4 separate regions of the Mus musculus genome follow, and regions 1, 2 and 4 are each linked to region 3. Evidence: chromatin contacts called from public Hi-C and promoter capture Hi-C data. All regions are on one chromosome and are shown on one strand. The core of a region is the stretch at or near the end of the contact, and the rest is flanking DNA. Distances in the headings are between cores, read along the strand shown. Region 1 holds the start of 5830468F06Rik (a long non-coding RNA gene). Region 2 holds the start of BB014433 (expressed sequence BB014433). Region 3 holds the start of Cln8 (CLN8 transmembrane ER and ERGIC protein). Region 4 overlaps Dlgap2 (DLG associated protein 2).

What was found. Hi-C and Micro-C count contacts between places; a contact is called where the count stands out from the background. Capture Hi-C pulls out chosen DNA fragments and counts their contacts.
Region 1: a contact with region 3 is called in a promoter capture Hi-C map of adipose tissue. The contact joins the promoter of 5830468F06Rik here to the promoter of Cln8 in region 3. A contact is called at or near these places in 1 of 39 promoter capture datasets (maxillary cranial neural crest), 7 of 484 Hi-C or Micro-C datasets (B cells, CD4 T cells, CD8 T cells and 3 more), 9 of 115 datasets of contacts at active chromatin or transcription factors (CD8 T cells, effector CD8 T cells, embryonic stem cells and 3 more) and 3 of 9 other capture datasets (adipose tissue, liver and pancreatic islet).
Region 2: a promoter capture Hi-C map of liver shows a contact between it and region 3. The contact joins the promoter of BB014433 here to the promoter of Cln8 in region 3. A contact is called at or near these places in 13 of 39 promoter capture datasets (the 3T3-L1 cell line, 3T3-L1-derived adipocytes, cranial neural crest and 8 more), 1 of 15 datasets of contacts at CTCF or cohesin (large pre-B cells), 10 of 484 Hi-C or Micro-C datasets (CD4 T cells, CD8 T cells, embryonic stem cells and 3 more), 6 of 115 datasets of contacts at active chromatin or transcription factors (T-cell acute lymphoblastic leukemia, embryonic limb bud, embryonic stem cells and 2 more) and 4 of 9 other capture datasets (adipose tissue, embryonic stem cells, liver and 1 more).
Region 4: a contact with region 3 is called in a Hi-C map of muscle stem cells, with 1.8 times the contacts expected there. The contact joins the enhancer-like site here to the promoter of Cln8 in region 3. A contact is called at or near these places in 1 of 39 promoter capture datasets (cranial neural crest), 1 of 484 Hi-C or Micro-C datasets (muscle stem cells) and 1 of 9 other capture datasets (pancreatic islet).

The regions. Positions count from the first base shown.
Region 1 is chr8:15,020,260-15,024,136 of GRCm38.p6, reverse strand. It overlaps 5830468F06Rik (a long non-coding RNA gene), which reads left to right and starts at 2,540. Exons shown (of 2, transcript XR_003947516.1): 1 at 2,540-3,877. The region is part of intron 1 of Kbtbd11 (kelch repeat and BTB (POZ) domain containing 11); the gene reads right to left.
Region 2 is chr8:15,044,502-15,048,456 of GRCm38.p6, reverse strand. BB014433 (expressed sequence BB014433) reads left to right here and starts at 2,379. Exons shown (of 2, transcript NR_037972.1): 1 at 2,379-2,490.
Region 3 is chr8:14,886,489-14,890,479 of GRCm38.p6, reverse strand. It overlaps Cln8 (CLN8 transmembrane ER and ERGIC protein), which reads right to left and starts at 1,944. Exons shown (of 3, transcript NM_012000.3): 1 at 1,362-1,944.
Region 4 is chr8:14,636,776-14,640,800 of GRCm38.p6, reverse strand. All of the region lies in intron 4 of Dlgap2 (DLG associated protein 2), which reads right to left. Among named protein-coding and RNA genes, the nearest start is that of C030037F17Rik, 130 kb to the left of the region's middle. Within about 2 kb of position 1,615, at least 53 of the 459 cell types and tissues checked have an H3K27ac peak or open chromatin away from gene starts, as enhancers often do. A contact at or near this core is called in muscle stem cells, where this site is marked.

The DNA of each region.
Region 1 (3,877 bases), core at 1,291-3,790, 130 kb before region 3:
CTGAGTCCTGTGGTCTGAGCATGACCCCGCTGTAAGCCTCACTCTGCTCCTGTCACCTCATGACAGCCAGCAGCACACACCCTACGAATGCAGCAAAACCTGTCAACCATGACTGTATGAAACTGGCTCTGAACAGGCTACTAGCAACCTGACAATCACGCTGTCCTGCAGCAGAGCCAGGGTCACACTTTGAAACTCTAGTGACCTCAGCTGGGAGCTCAGGTTGACTGCACAGTTCTCCATCTCAAAGAAGAGTTGGGGGATATCAAACTTCCCCATAGGAGCAAGGCACCCATTACAGAGGCTTAAACTGGAAACAGAGCAGCCAGCCCAGAAGCCCCAGGTATGGCTTCCTGACAGCCTGTCTGTGGGAATGAGTGACTAAGCTGACACTGGCGTGAACCCACTTCCCTCCTGTCCTTGTGTAGAGCCATCAGGGAAGCAACGTTAGCTGTTGAATTGGAATAGCCACGTTGATATCAGAGTGTTAACTGTAAGCTATCCCAGCCTTAAGAACTTGTGAAAGTTTAAGCAAACAGAATAAAGAGAAAGACTCAGACCATTCCCATGAAATTCTAAACCAGACGGAGGTTTGAAAGTGGAAATTTCCCTGCTTTGTGGTTGGCTCTGGGCTGAGGAATTCCTTGGAGTGTCCAGCAGAGTGCTCTCACAATTCTGCTGCAGTAACTGAAGCCCTGGAAGCCTGCTCTTGACCTTAGGACAGACTCTTCTCAGTGAGGCAGCTTGAACAGGCAGGACCTTGCAGAAGCTTGGGGAGGGGAACGGGTGGTAAAGAAAGCCTCCTTACCTAGTCAGGAAAACATGCACGACAGCAAGACTTAATTATATACAATTTGCACGACATTTTCTCTGTGAGAGTATGACCTTTTAGACCTTAAAAGTGTGTAAACAACTCTAAGTTTCTGTTTGTTCATTTATTTACCATTTATATGAATCCAAAGCATCGGATAGTGTGTGACTTCCCAATGTGGACACTGGGCTATATGTTTAATGTGGGCATCAGTTTATTCCAAATTAAATGCCATGCTTCACTAGAATTCCAGTTATTTAAAAAAAAAATCCTTTCAGCTTATTACAGCCAACCCACTATAAGTTTGTTGATGGGCTTACAAACCTGAAGCAAACTTCAATGATATCATGTAAAGACCAACCTCCCCTCTGTCTCTCCCACATCACGACTATGTCCCCCACACCTATAAGACCACAAGCTCCCTGAGGAAAGTATCTTTGCTCCCCACACCTGGTGCTCCATAGTCAAGAGCCAATAAATGCAACCTGGCTCCTTGGGCCAGAAGACGCAGGACAGTATCTTTCCACTCTCTACACATTTTCCCCTCTACCCACCAGCACCCACCAGAGCCTTCCCCCTTGCAGCAGCTCTTGAGATCGATAGTGTGTGTCCACAAGTGCAAGATGGTGCTCCATGCAACGATGTGAGGTGTGTTATATCAGGGCAGGCAGCTTTGTTTAGCAACCTCCATTCTCCTGTGAGCCAAAATTCTTAAAAGCCCATGTTCCACGGTACCTGGGCCAACCACAGCTGGCCTCAGGTACAACAGCCAGAGGATGCCGATGTAGGATTATTTGACGCTCGCGTGGTACTGATGCTATGCATCTTCATCTCACTCATGAAGACGTGACACTCAGAAAGAGGAAGATCACTGTAATCTGTCTACCCCAGCAAGGAGCTGAGTTCATGTTAACTGTTGTGTGTGGGTAGAGTTACAGAGGCCACGTTCAGATCCAGCAGCCCATCACCATCATCCCCTGTTTTTCCTCACAGTTCCTACAACGAATGACAGGCACCACACTCTGACTTTCCTTGAACCTATAATCCTGACTTTCCGATGGACAGAGCAATCAGGAGTCAACTCGACAACAAGGGTGTCCTGTAAGCTGCTCATCAGCTACGTGGCATAGGACCCTCACGCACTCTGAAACCTCTGAGGGGCCCCTTGTTAGACACACAGGTCTGAACTTTTTATACGCCCTGCCATACTGTATGTCTACGACATTAATAGCTAATAAATCTCTTGCTTGAAAGGACAAGCCATTCAGTGCCCCCACCCCCACCACCCCAGGACCCTGAAACCTGAGACCTTTCATTAACGAGGGATATGAAAAAATAGATCATAAAGCACCCATATAAAAATGTCCCGAAGCATACAACGCACAACATACCCTATGATGTATGTGAGAGATGACAGGCCTCTCACAGAGTTGGTGACCGTACTGTTTGCTGGTGAAGCAGACCTCAGCCTCTTGTGGATAATAACTACACTGAACCCTCCTTTTTTTTTTTCCTCCCCTGAGACAGAATTGTACTCTACAGCCCATGCTGAACTTTACCCTACCACTCAGCCATGCCTGGCCTCAAGCTAGAGACCTTCTTGCTTCCCTAGTGCTGGGATTTACAGGTGTATGCTATCACACCCAACGTGTTTCCATATTCAAAGAAATAAACCTCTTTGCTTTTTTGTAATGATACCATTTGCAGATTTTAGAGCATAAAAGCCGTATCTTGAAAGTCTCAGATGTATCAAAACTAGGACAGTGAAGCTTGGTCGTAGCTTTGTGAAGTTTTTTTTTTTTTTTTTTTGGTTTTTTGTTTGTTTGTTTGTTTGTTTGTTTTTAAAGCACAATATTTAAATTCCTCTCCCAAACGCTCATCCCTAACTGTTCTAACGCCACCATCTGAGCTCTCATAGGTTTCTCCACTCCCCTTTTATCCCCCTGCCTGGCCACAGTCACTGAAGAGCCACTGACATGCAGAACAACTGATATGAAGAGAACTGTATGCAGGGACAATGCCAAACACCCCAAACCCAAGAAACAGGAATCTCAACTCCCACTGTACAAGCAAGGAGGCTGGTGATTGGGGTAGGGGCTCTTCTCCAGCTCTCTGACTCACTGGCCAGTGCCAAGGTTGGAGTTCTCAGAAGCTCACGGGTGCAGCTGAACTCCAAGGATGTCAGCATTCTCTGAGAAAGTGTGATGCTGAGAGAGCACTTTTCACAGGGGAGATGGCTTTAAAGCCATCCACGCCCAAAGTCAAATCGCTGTGGACAGACAACTCAGGATCTACAGGTGCCTCTGGGCTCACGAGCTAGAGCTGGCTGACACGGTGCAGCCTGAGTGTGTCTAAGGTGCCCCTGCTGCTGTTGCACAAGCCTTGCACACTTGTCCCTTGTGAGCTGGGACTCCAGGAAGTTGACATCCCGACTGGTTATCTCAGCTCTAGAATAGAAGCACTGAGTCTAGTACATTCTGACCTTTTATTGTCCCTTTGGCCCCGATGGAATGCTAGTCACAGAACTATGTTTGCTACCACGTTATGGCAAGCTCAGCGTAGACCTTGAGGTCATGAGAGACTTGATGGTAGGCTTAGGGCGGCACCAAAGAAAGCATTTTTCCCCAGTAGGCTTTAAGCTGGGACTAAGGGGAAACTTTCCCTGGTTGGGGTGTGTGTGTGTGTGTGTATGTGTGTGTGTAACATGCAAGTAAAATGATCTAAGAAATGGAAAGAGAGAGAGAGAGAGAGAGAGAGAGAGAGAGAGAGAGAGAGAGAGAGAGAGAGAGAGAACACTAGACTGGGCCTGGTCCCAAACCTGCTTTATCTGGTTTGCAGGCATCTGAGGTCTGGGCGCTGCATACCACCAGCACCCATCAGGTATGCTCCCACAGCCGTGGCCACCAACACAAGCTCGCAGGGGACTAGCAGAACAGCTAGCTACCACAGTCTTCAGACAGGAAACGTCCTGTGCTCAGAGGTATTAGGTGCATGGTCTCAAAGGATCGGACAAAGCCCAGCAGTGCTCCGCAACTGTCCCTGCCCAGTCTGCGGGTGGCCTTGGCG
Region 2 (3,955 bases), core at 1,130-3,629, 160 kb before region 3:
TAGGGTTAAGCCACTCTGAAGATTAATATATGCCACCCCCTTAACTCGGCATCTAATGAAGCCAGTTAATACCTGAGGGGTTCTTTCTCTGGGACAGGCTCATTCTCAGATATGGGCTCAAGGAGTCCTGTTCCCTATCTTAGTGCAGAGCAACTGTTATTGATGTGCAGGGACCCTGCAGCTCCTGTATGAATGCCTGCTGATTTGTTGCTACACCTGGAGCCCACCGGCTACGGGGAAGTGAGACAGACAGACAACAATACTGCCAAGAAAGTGTATGTGTGTTAGGGATGGGGTTGACATCCCATGATGCATTGTGGCCAGACACTCACCTCCCAGATCGGTGACCCTGGATGACATGCAGGTACAACTTTCTCACCAAAGAACGGGTGAGTATGAAGTGGAAAGATGAGTGATTTCTCAGGTCTTCCTCTCCCGCATGCCCCCGAATCAGTCATAATTAGGGGGTTGGTCATCTACAACAGAGCCGCTCTGAGACTAAAAAGATCGACTGTTAATAACCAGTGCATGCCCAGAGATCCAGACATCTGCCACCCTGACCACAACCAGTTGACCTACACAGCAGAAACACCCAAGAATGTGTGTCTAACCTTACACCCGTGGCTCACCGTGTCAGATTGATTGGTAGAGAGCCAACTAAGAAGCATGCCTCTGGATAGGTCTCTGTGTGTGTGTTTCAGGAAGGTTCAGTTGAGGTAGGGTGTCCCACTACAAATATGGGAGTGCTATTCCATGGACTGGGGTTCCAGACTGCATAAAGAGGAGAAAGCAGGCTGGTCAACAGCGGCCATCTCCCTCTGTTTTCTTACTGCTGATGCAAACCTCCCCTCCACTAAGAACTATGTATCCTCTCGAATTGTAGCTGTGTATCCTCCCAAGCAAGCCCTCCCTCCCTTAGGGCTTTGTCAAGTGTTTTCACTCACCAGCAAGGATCTGACATACTCACTAACTTCGAGCAATTGAGCAAATTATTTTCAAAAAATCATGAATGATCCTAGCACAGCCCAAAGAGCCCTTCTCTCCCTCTTCCCTCTTAATGGCCACTACTGCAGTATCACCTTTGTTCACAAGAGGGCACACCAGCCACCAGAAATCTTTTCTTCCCTGGGCACTCTCCTGGCTGTGAGCTCTTTTCAAGAAGAGCTCAACAATAGTGTGCAAAAGAAAGAAAAAAAGAAAAGTCTGGAACTTGAGTGTTGTTACCCATAATCCTTTTTAATGTGGAATAAAGTTCCATTACTCCTGACCCCGGGGCTGGCAAGTCACAGTAATTGTGTCTGACACATCCTGGGGCATGATAGGCAGCACTGTTTCTATGATTTTTAGAGGACTGTACAAACAAGACCAAGAAAAACCTTAGAAACCTTTTATTTTTCCTGTTGAGAGCTGCCTAGTTTGTCTACTTGCTAATCCCAGCTGCAGAGGAGGTTTTAATTATGAGTAGCTTGTTTTCTTCTGGCACAAAGAATGTAGGGTGGTATAGGGAGTGTAGGCTAAGTATTAGGAGGTAACTCCTCCAAAGAACACAGGGTCCCTTCAAGCCAATAGAAATTCTTCACTGGCCAGTAGACCTAAACCGTGGAGCCCTGAGCCCTACAGTTCTTTGTCAGCGTGCACAAAAATTACATCCTGGTTGTCAAGCTTTGGTTAGCAAGAAGACAACAACAGATGCCAAAAAGCAAGGTTGGTATATTTAGGAACTTTCCCAGGTCCTGTACTATGGGCTGGCATAGGTTTTTGGTGGATTTGGTCTTAGTACCCATTCTGGCAGGCATTGGGGCCTACATACCCAGTTTTAAGGTCACGATAATGTCTCTAACATGACATCAGATGTCCTAAGGTCTTAGGATGTACTAAGCTCTGGGGGCCTGTTACAGTAAGAGATGATCTACAAACACCCAGGCCTGGATTGTCACTCCCAAATGGGTCCCAAAGTCGCTTCAATCTGAGATGTCCCTAGCCCTGTCATATAAAGTATCCTTTATGATGATAAGAGCCCAGACTTGTACTATGACCACTCTGATATCTGCGGGAGAGGGAGGACTCCATACACACTTTAAAACCCATTCAGCACCCTGCATCTGATGTGAGTTTGTCCCATGACAGGACTTCAGAGTCAGGAAGCTGTGGGGTGTGGAGTCACGTGAGCTGTGGAGGTCCACCCAAGGACACTGAGAGACAGTGAGAAGCCAACGGGGCTTTCGAGATGGAACAGCCTTGCTCTACGTGAACCTAGACGTGGGAACAAAGGCTTCCGAAGCCTTGGAAACCATGGGGAAAGAATGCAGTGCTGACCCTGGGAACAAACATAAATTCCAGGTTCTAATAGAAGGAAGGTTCTGGGCGATGACTTCTTTGTTGAACCCAACATTCCCGTGCCCTGTTGACGCACCCCTCTACGGAGCCAAGATCTGTTGGCACAGCCCTCTGCGGAGCCATGCTAAGAACACCATGAACTACAAATTGAGGGTGAGCTCAAGCCTGCTGGTAAGAAACAACCAAAGAAACCCACTGTCTCTAGACTTTCCCAGAAGCAGAATTCTGTGCTGAAGTAGTTGACCCATACCTGTTAGCGCTACTTAAATACGAATACATTTTTATCATGTCACCGCTCATGTGACATGCTCGTAAAATCTACTCATCTCTCTGCCATGGGTCTCGTATAAACCCAGAAAGACAAAGTGATTCTAAAGATGGTAAAGAACTTCCCATTACTGCAGATGTGGAAACTGACCCACACAGAACCAGCAGCACCCTCACCTGCAGCTCCTGGAAACCCAAGTCTACCAAGTTTAGCCTCCAGGATACCCACAGACATGTCTCTTCACTGGACCAAGGTGTGAACAACTCCCTTGGCTTTTCCTGTATTCTTATGCACCTAGGCCCTGTACTGTGTAGGACAGGATGGGTTGCTGTTTGCAGACAGAGTCCTCGTAAGGAAAGGGTGCACAGATACACCAGTGGCAAGGATAACATACTTGATGCTCTTGACCTAAATAATAATCAGAGACATTCAGACAGACAGACAGTCTTCAGGACATTGATATTGAGAGCTGAATGGGCTATTGTGGGAACAGGTATACCCCAGAAAGTCATGATTGTGGGCAAGGGATAATTTCTATAAACAAAATGAATTATGTCTAGCATCTTGAAACCATCTTCCTTGGTCACAGACTATCAAGGGAAATGCCACCCAAGGCTGAGTGGGCCATTTGGGGATAAACATCCTGAAAGGGTTTTCTGGACAAAATTCTGGTTCTGTAGCCAATGCAATGGTTCTACATCTTGGTGAATACAAAGTCAAAGCAAATGCCAGCATGAAATGAAGTAGAAAGATATATTACCTGCAGCAGGAAGGGAAGGGCAGGCAACCATTTCCAAAGCATCCAATGCCTTCCTCTGGGGAAGTGCCTGGAGCTGTTCGGCAAGCCAACAACACCTATGCAGTGGAGAGGGGGCCCCATCCTGAACGTGCTTAGTTAATGCTGAGTTGAACTCCTGCGCATGCTCAATTTAAGGTTATCATTCAGAAAGAAAGATGTAGATGTATTTCTGGGCATGCTCTGGTTTATAGATAGGGCACATAGGAGCCAGGTAGCATGCTGGGCATGTGACATAAACCTTCTGAAGGCTGAGTTAATATAGGAACTTGCCTGTGATGGTGCCTGCTTCACCGCTTGCCTCTGCCACTTGAGGTTTCCTGTGATCTGATCACCAGTCGAGTATCAAAGATATATTATATATTATATGTTATACTATGTTATATATTATATCAATTATATTATATATTCTATGTTATATGTTATATTATCTCATATATCATATATTATATATAACCTCCTTGTTATATCTATTAATAAACAGTTATTAAATAGATGAGTGACTCCATTTGGTTACAATAACTTACAGTTTTATGCTTAGTAGATGTGATAGA
Region 3 (3,991 bases), core at 695-3,194:
AACCTTGAGGTCAAATGGTTATCTGGACTCTTTCCTTCCCAGCCTTAAGCTGGGCGTGACTAGCATGCTGACTCTCACATCTTAGCTCGGCACTCTCTGGTTACTCAAGGCAGGTACCCTCCCACACTGGCTGATACCCTTCCTTGACATATCATAGAGCAATAGATGGACTGTAGGCACGAGGATTCTCCTAACACTTTCAGAAATCACACACAGGCAGCTGGCCAAAGTATTTTCCCAGTGCCAAAAGACATGTATGCTTAACAAAGCTGAAAAGAAAACGTATAAGCCTGGAAATAGAGAACTGAAACCCGTTCTCCTCCGAGAGAGCCCTAAGCAATACCACGGGTTTGGGGGCACATGCTGAGTCAGTCTTTCTCTAGATAAAACGTTTCCTTTTTATTAACAGAAAGGAATAAACACACGGCAGCTGTTTACTCTGCCTTTGCCTTTTGCAGCACATCGGGCATGCCCCTCACTAATCCTGTCCCACGTGGTTCTCAGTGGCCTAAGAGAAACACTACTGGGACTTATTTACCTATCCACTAACTATCCTAGCCGGATTCTCCAGATTCTCACTATCCGAAGAGATTCGGTCCTGAATAGCACAGGGAGAGCTTTCAAGGTCTAGGAGCTTTGTTTCCATAACAACTAGCACCTAGAGGCTAGGGCGGGTCTACCAGAGCTTGGGTGGGTGTAGTGGAATCTCATATTTTCAGAATATCTGAGGTTTCCTTAATCATAGCCTTTCCCACTCTTCCTAGAGAAAAGTTTAAATAAAAAAATACAAAACACGGGAACAAGTCCAGTGTATAGCTACAGATTTCATACATAAACACGGTCAGAAAACAAATATCGATACCGACATGAATTCAAACAGTACTTAGGAGCAGCCACCTACTCTGTCATTCCGACGACTCTGAAAGCCTTCTAAAAGGGCTTAGGCACCCTTTTCTAAGGCAGCAGCACCCTAGCCCCAGGACCTCCCACGGTGTGCTGAGAGCTAGGGGTCCTTCCTATTCCCGCTCCCCTTCACTAAGTGCTGACACCACCCAGTCCTACCTCGCGGAGATCTGACCAACATCGCCTTTCACCCTCTGGTCCCATGATGATCCACACTCAAGTTCCTCATCCCCTAGCACTGTACAGACCTAGCCCAGCGACCGTGGTCCATCACTTTGCTGCCCCAAGTTCTCTTGCGACCCAGGTCGACCTATCCAGTCGGACCCAGTCTGAATCGTCCACCCGCGCCCACGGTGGCCCAGGACCTATACACCAAATGGAATGCTTCCTCCTCGGGTGGCCAAGCAAAGACTGCGCTGCTGCAGGCAGGTGTATACAGGGTGCCCTTCACGTCTCACCTGCATTCAGGTGAGCAGAAGGGGGGCGCCGCCTCTTGGTCCATCAGCTGCTTAGACTCGCTGTCCCAGGAGCTCCTGAGCCGTAGACACACCTCGTGACCGGAGCCAGATAGAATACCGGTCGCTGAGTGGCACTGGAGACTAGGGCCCCACGCCCATCTGTGTCCCCGCCTCAGCTGGGCACCCCGCTTTCAGGCCATCCCGCCCCTAGCACCGGAGAAATCACCCACGACAGTGTCGCGCGCTGAGCAAACACTATCCACTGCGCACGCGCACTGCTGAAGCCCTAAGCCTCGCCTCCCTAGGACGCTACCAAGGTAGACTCGGGGGGCACGAGTTGGGGTAGGATCATCCCATCCAGCGCCATGGGGGTGCCTGGAGCAGGCTACACAGTTCGCAGCGCGCTATGCTAGATTTGACTATCGTAGCTCAAGTTGGTGCTGGGACCTTAAGAGTGGTACGGAGGGATCAGTGGAGGAATTCCTCAACCCCCACCCCAACTGACCTTCCACGATCCTCTGTGTGGACCGTCCCCCAAGACCCTCCTACGTACACCCCTTCACTCCCTGTCCCTTCCCTCTTTCCTAAGTCCCTAAGGCCTCTGACGTCAGAGCGCAGAGGTGAAACGCAAGCGCACGCGTCTCCTGGTTGGTGCTGCCAGAGCTCCAGGCGACTGCATGGAGTCGAAAAACTTGCTCAGGCCGACAAAATGGACCGCACTGTGTCCCTTGCTACAGCAGCATTGTCTTCCAGGCGGTGGTAACCAGCTCCTGTCTGCACAAGTACAGTTCGGGCTTACGGTCCCTTAGGAAAAGGTGGCTGTGAGGCGTGTGCAGAGCTACCCTGTGCTCCTGCTAAGAGCCGAAGCTAATTCAGAGCCAGCATTATGAGAAGAGCAAAGACCTCCCGACCCATTCCATGTACCTACTAACCAAGCGGGGCTGGTAGGGTAGCGGTGAGAGGTGCGGAATCAGTCCCCTCTCTCTGAGCAGATAATCAGCACTTAGTACCCTCATCTACCTAGCATAGCAGGAAAACCAACCTGGCTCGGGATTCACGTCTGGCCTCAGCACTCCTTGTGCAATGTCTGCTAGTCAGGTGCTTGCAATTGCCTGGCCCTTATCTAGACAGGGCAATTGCCCACCCTACCCTGGATTGCAGACAGGTGGCCACATAACAGAGTCCTCCCTAGAGCCCTTTATCATACCATATCTTGATAATTAACAAGATAGCTGGTTTAAAAGACTAGAAGGAATAGCGTCCTGTACATACCCACCCTCCTGGTTCTGATATTGTCTCTGAACACCCAGGAATTGCAACATAGTTAACCAGGCCACCTGCAGAAATACCTTTGAGAAACATCACACAAGATGGATAGAATGGCTAATGAGCTGTGACTTCAGCCCTGTGCCCCTGTGACTTGTGATAAGGGTCCCTTTACAGCAAAGATTTTACACCGACGTTCAAGTTCTGTTATTTTCCTGAGGTTTCATCAATATTTGGTGCACCCCAGAGTCCATGGTTGGCACCTTAGTTTTTCCACTTGGCTGGTATGAGCAATAACATAGTTTCAAGACCACCCTAAGCTGCTTGAAACCCTGTGTCAAAATAACAAGAGAGATCTGGGTGTGTAAACAGCGTTTAGTAATACTGACCTTTGGCCAGGTGGAGATAGGAAGGTCAGGGGTTAAAGGTCATCTTCAGGGAAGGAGTTGATTTTAAGGTCAGCCTGGGTTAGACTGTTTACAAACACACCTTTCCTATCTGACCGCAGTTCCTGCATCATCACCTGCAAGTTTGCACCCCAGGCACTGTTTCCATCTGGCCAGCCTGGCTGGATGTCTCCTCTAAGCCCTCCTTAAGCCTCTCTTGTGTCAGGTTCCCACACCACACAGCTCACTCATCCATCCAGATGTTACAGTTGCCTGTCCCAGGCACTATGACCTCGACTGTTAGTCTCAGGCAGTTGCCCTCTGTTACTGTGTCATAGGCCGTTTGGAGAAGGCAAACTGGAATGACTTTAATGGAGGTGGGGGGGGGGGTTAATTTAACCCTCATTTCCTGGTAGCAAAATGTACTCATTGCGATATTTCATTGTTTCTTCAAGAAGACATCTCTTTCTACCATGCGAGTCCTGGGTATTAATGTTCAGTGTGGCATGCCCAGAAATACACACAAATAAAATAATAAACAGATTATTTTTTTCTTACAAGGCATTAGCAGGTAGACAATAAGAATTCTCTTGCCAGGTATTTGAAAGAGAGAAGGAGTGGGGGTGGGGTGGTATATGTGAGAGGAAGGGAGGGGAGAAATGATGTAATTATATTATCTCAAGAAAAAAAAGAAGGCATTTCTCCTATCTAATTCTTGCTTTTGGACTCAAATGTGGTGGAGTTCTCAAAGGGGTGTGTCTCTGGGTGAGATAGGGAGAGAGATTCCTAAACTTCAGTGCACGGAGTCATTTCCCAGAGATCAGTAGTATTCATGGGACCAGGAGGCACAGGCTCTTATATCTATCTAACTCATATGGTATGTTAACAGCAAGCTCCTCTTCTTCTCTTCTGTCCACTATGTGTGCAGTGTGCCCGGCCTTTGTCTTGTGGTGCAGGGTAATGCACACTGTCTCTAGG
Region 4 (4,025 bases), core at 366-2,865, 250 kb after region 3:
GCAGTTTTAGGGAGAGTATTTTGTGTATGTATGAAGATAAGAAATACTGGGAGTCAATGCCCCTGAGCTAGGAACAGATGCTGTTGAGATCTACTGGTGCAGGCTTATGAGGTAGAGGGGAGAAAAAGGAAGAAGATACCGGGAAAGTGGAGGGGTGTACTGGCTGGTTTTGTGTGTCAACGTGACACAAGCTGGAGTTATCACAGAGAAAGGAGCTTCAGTTGAGGAAATGCCTCCATGAGATCCAACTGTAAGGCATTTTCTCAATTAGTGATCAGTGTGGGAGGGCCCATTGTGGGTGGTGCCATCCCTGGGCTGGCAGTCTTGGGTTCTATAAGAAAGCAAGCTGAGCAAGCCAGGGGAAGCAAGCCAGTAAGTAACATCTCTCCATAACCTCTGCATCAGCTCCGGCTTCCTGACCTGCTTGAGTTCCAGTCCTGACTTCCTTTGGTGATGAACCAAGGTGTGGAAGTGTAAGCTGAATAAATCCTTTCCTCCCCAACTTGCTTCCTGGTCATGATGTTTGTGCAGGAATAGAAACCTGACTAAGACAAGGGGGAAGGAGGTGTGTGGAGGTACGCCATGTTTACAGAATGCCTTTGTCTGTCCAGATGCCTCACATTCTTTTGTAGCTTTTCAAGGCTGTGTGACTGTTATGCAGAAGGGTTACAAGCCCCCACCCCTGAAGAGAGCTGGCTCTGCAGGTGGTGAGAACCCGGTCTGACTGTGTGTGTCCTACCCATGACTCTAACTCAGGTATTCCTTGAGTGTCTCCATCACTCAGCCCCAATACAAGGGTCCTCTCCATAGTCTATGGCTGCTGGGGACACATAGCAAATCTTCTTGGGAGCCAGTCTGTCTGCTCCATGTTTAATTAGGGTCAGCCTGAGTAAGAAGATGGCCCAGCCGAGCTGTGGACAGTTTCATCCCAGCAAATAGCCCCATCTTAACTCTCCCAAGCTTTACCCCAATGTCCGAGCGCAGACCCAACTGGGCACTGTTTCTTCAATGACCTGCAAGAAATGGTTTGGAAAAAAACAAACAAACCAGGGCTTGGTAAGTTTCCCACTCTGCTTTTCTTCTCTGAAGAAAACCCCATATTTGCGTATAGGGTTTGAGCGTGTGGCTCTCAGGGCAGAATCATTCCCTGTTTCTGATAGGTCTAGGGTTCCTGGGAGCCCCAAGTCAGTCCCAGCTTACACTCTCCTGGTGAGAAGCAGGGCAGCACACAGGCCTGCTCTACCTGCTGCCCAAGTGGCTTCATCTCCCAGCACAGAAATCCAGTTTGGGTTCTCCTCTGCCTGTGATACAGTTCTGAGCATCTCGCCTGGATGTATGTTTGAAGAAGGCCAGACTGCCCAGTCTGCCGCTTGCAGTGTCCAGAGGTCAGGAGTTCTGCTGAGTTGATGACAACTCTGCACTAAGCGTGTGGGCTAGCTGGGTGACACCCAGGGCTCACAGGCCATCAAGTGTGACTGGCTGACAGTGTCATCCACGTCTTTCTAACGTAGACTTATGGGCTGGTTCCAGAGTCCTTCTACAAAGTATTCTTTGAAATGTGCTGTAGTACCAGGCCCTGGCCAGCTGTCTGTGCAGTGAGACCCTGGGGAGCCAGCGAACACACTTGTTTACTCTCCGCCAGAGTCATGTGCAGCCCGTGGCTGGCCCTGCCTCACAGTGAAAACTGCACAGGAACCCTCTCAAGAGATCTAAAACAGGCAGAGTGATTGGGGGCTTATATCCAAGGAAATCTTTTGAGAGTTTAGAGCCTAAAGTCATTAGATCTTATGGAACAAGAGAGCAGGGAATTGGAATTTACTTCACGGTCTGTCTGTCCCCCCTTGCCTGCTTCTGAGAGCTCGGACAATTGCTGTTGAAAGTCTGTAGGGGGGTGAAACCTGGTTGGATCATAGGGTGCTGTCTATACAGAAGGACACACAACCCTTGACATAGGAATCTGAGTATTCATGGGCTAGTTTCATGTCCTTGGCACAGTCAAGTCACACCTCATGATCCAGATTCCCAGGTCCCAGCACTGGGTTATGATAGCCCACTACTCTGAATCAGATCTCAGAGCACAGAGGGAATTCCAAGTATCTGCAGGCAACAGGCAGTGGGGTGAATGGGCCACGGCTGCCCCGTTCTTTTGTTCCCCCAAATCACAACATTGCCAATATGATGCATACAGAAGAGAGCAGCGTGGTACAAGTACTTTCAATATGATGCCTTAAAACATGTACTTTTTTCCCCATTAATAAACAGTCCTGAATTTAGAAATATAAAAAGAAGATAAGGTTTAATAACTTCAACATCTTTCACTCGCCTCTCATCTCTTTTGTCCCTCAGACAGCAGTTTTAAAAGAATATGTCCCCCGGATCTTCACGGGGCAATTAAAAACAAATGTTTAGACAAGGCCCGTCTCCTCAACAGGGCTCATCTATGGCCTCTAACCCCTTGAATTCAATGTGTGCAGCCTGTCTGCGTGTTTATCTGAAGCTTGGAGCAGCTCTGGAACGCAGAGGCCATTTCTCAGGCTAAATTTGGCAGCCGCTTTTGTGGAGAAAGCAAAACAAATCCGTGAAGAATGTTATGTGTGGCAGTCTTCGTTTCACAGCTGATCTTCACAAATGTCTTCGCCAAGGGGGGATGGGTGGGGACAGACATCTGTGCCTGTCACAAGGGTGTGTGCGGAAACTGTACTGCAGGTTCAGAATACCAGGTTCAAGTCCTCCTGATCTCTGTGCGGTGACTAGCCTGTCTGAAGGCTGTGGGATCGGGGTTGCTGACAAGCATCAAAGAGCTTATGGGATGGATGTAATGGCGGTCATATTTTGTAGATGGAGTCACCACACACATAAAGAACAACTGAAACAGGTGATTACATTATATAACATATAGTATGGAGAGAAGCAAATGTTTGCCTGGCCTTCTTAGTTATATGTATCTCATATATGTATATATGTATATGCATATGTATGTGTATGTGTGTATGTATGTGTATGTATATGTATGTGTATACATACACATACATACACAAATATACATATACATCATATACATATATATGAGACCAAGGCCTCACTGTAAACCTGCCAATGTGTCAGGTGACCACAAATAGGAAATAGGTCACTAACAACTCATAGTCTGAGGGTTCATCACCTTTGCCCTTGGAGACAGCTTTCGTGGAGAAAGCCTGAGCCTCAATGGTAGAAAAATCACCCATACCCCCTGCTTCTTTTCTTGGTTCCCCACTACTGGGGGAGGAGTGTTGATCCATGCCCAGCAAGGGGACTGAACCTACCCACTTGGATGCTGAGAGCTGTTTCTATCTGTCAGCATCCCATCAATAATCATGGGGAATCAACAGAAATATATCCGTACCCTACTACTAAAATAATAATAATAATAAAAATGTAAAGATAGTGAGGTTTAGTCTTTAAAGGAGTTCTAGAAATGAATCAATGCATGAACACAGTGATTCTAGTGATATGTTGGGCAGGAGATCTGATGGTTACGAAAGGCTGATGACTGACATTTTCCTTCCCAGGAGCTATAAACTGTATTAAGGTAATGAAGCTAGCTACTTTGGCTTAACATCTTGGAGTTCACAGTCATGCCCAGGTCGAAACCCTTCCTCTGTCCTCAGTGTAAGTGGGCAGGTGTGCTGGGCTCTTTCCAAATGAAGAGCCTCAGACAGCAGAAATGGTGATACTTTGCCAAAGCTTCAAAGATCAGAGACAGTGGCGTGAGCCTTGGAGGGCTGGACACTGACAGGCCACCAGTTATATCCTATGTTTGCTCTTCCAGGCTGTGGTGAAAATAGACACCTGGTCTTTCATTTTAATCACTCAAAAGAGTCATTAAAAACCATGTATATGTGTATATGCTATATAATATACATAAAATAATAAAAGCCTCTATAAAAAGAGTCTATTACTAGCCATGATCATTGTTGCTATTATTTATGGATCCTTTAGTAAACATGTCAGAGGAAATGGGTTTGCTATAGTGGTGGTATTGTCAG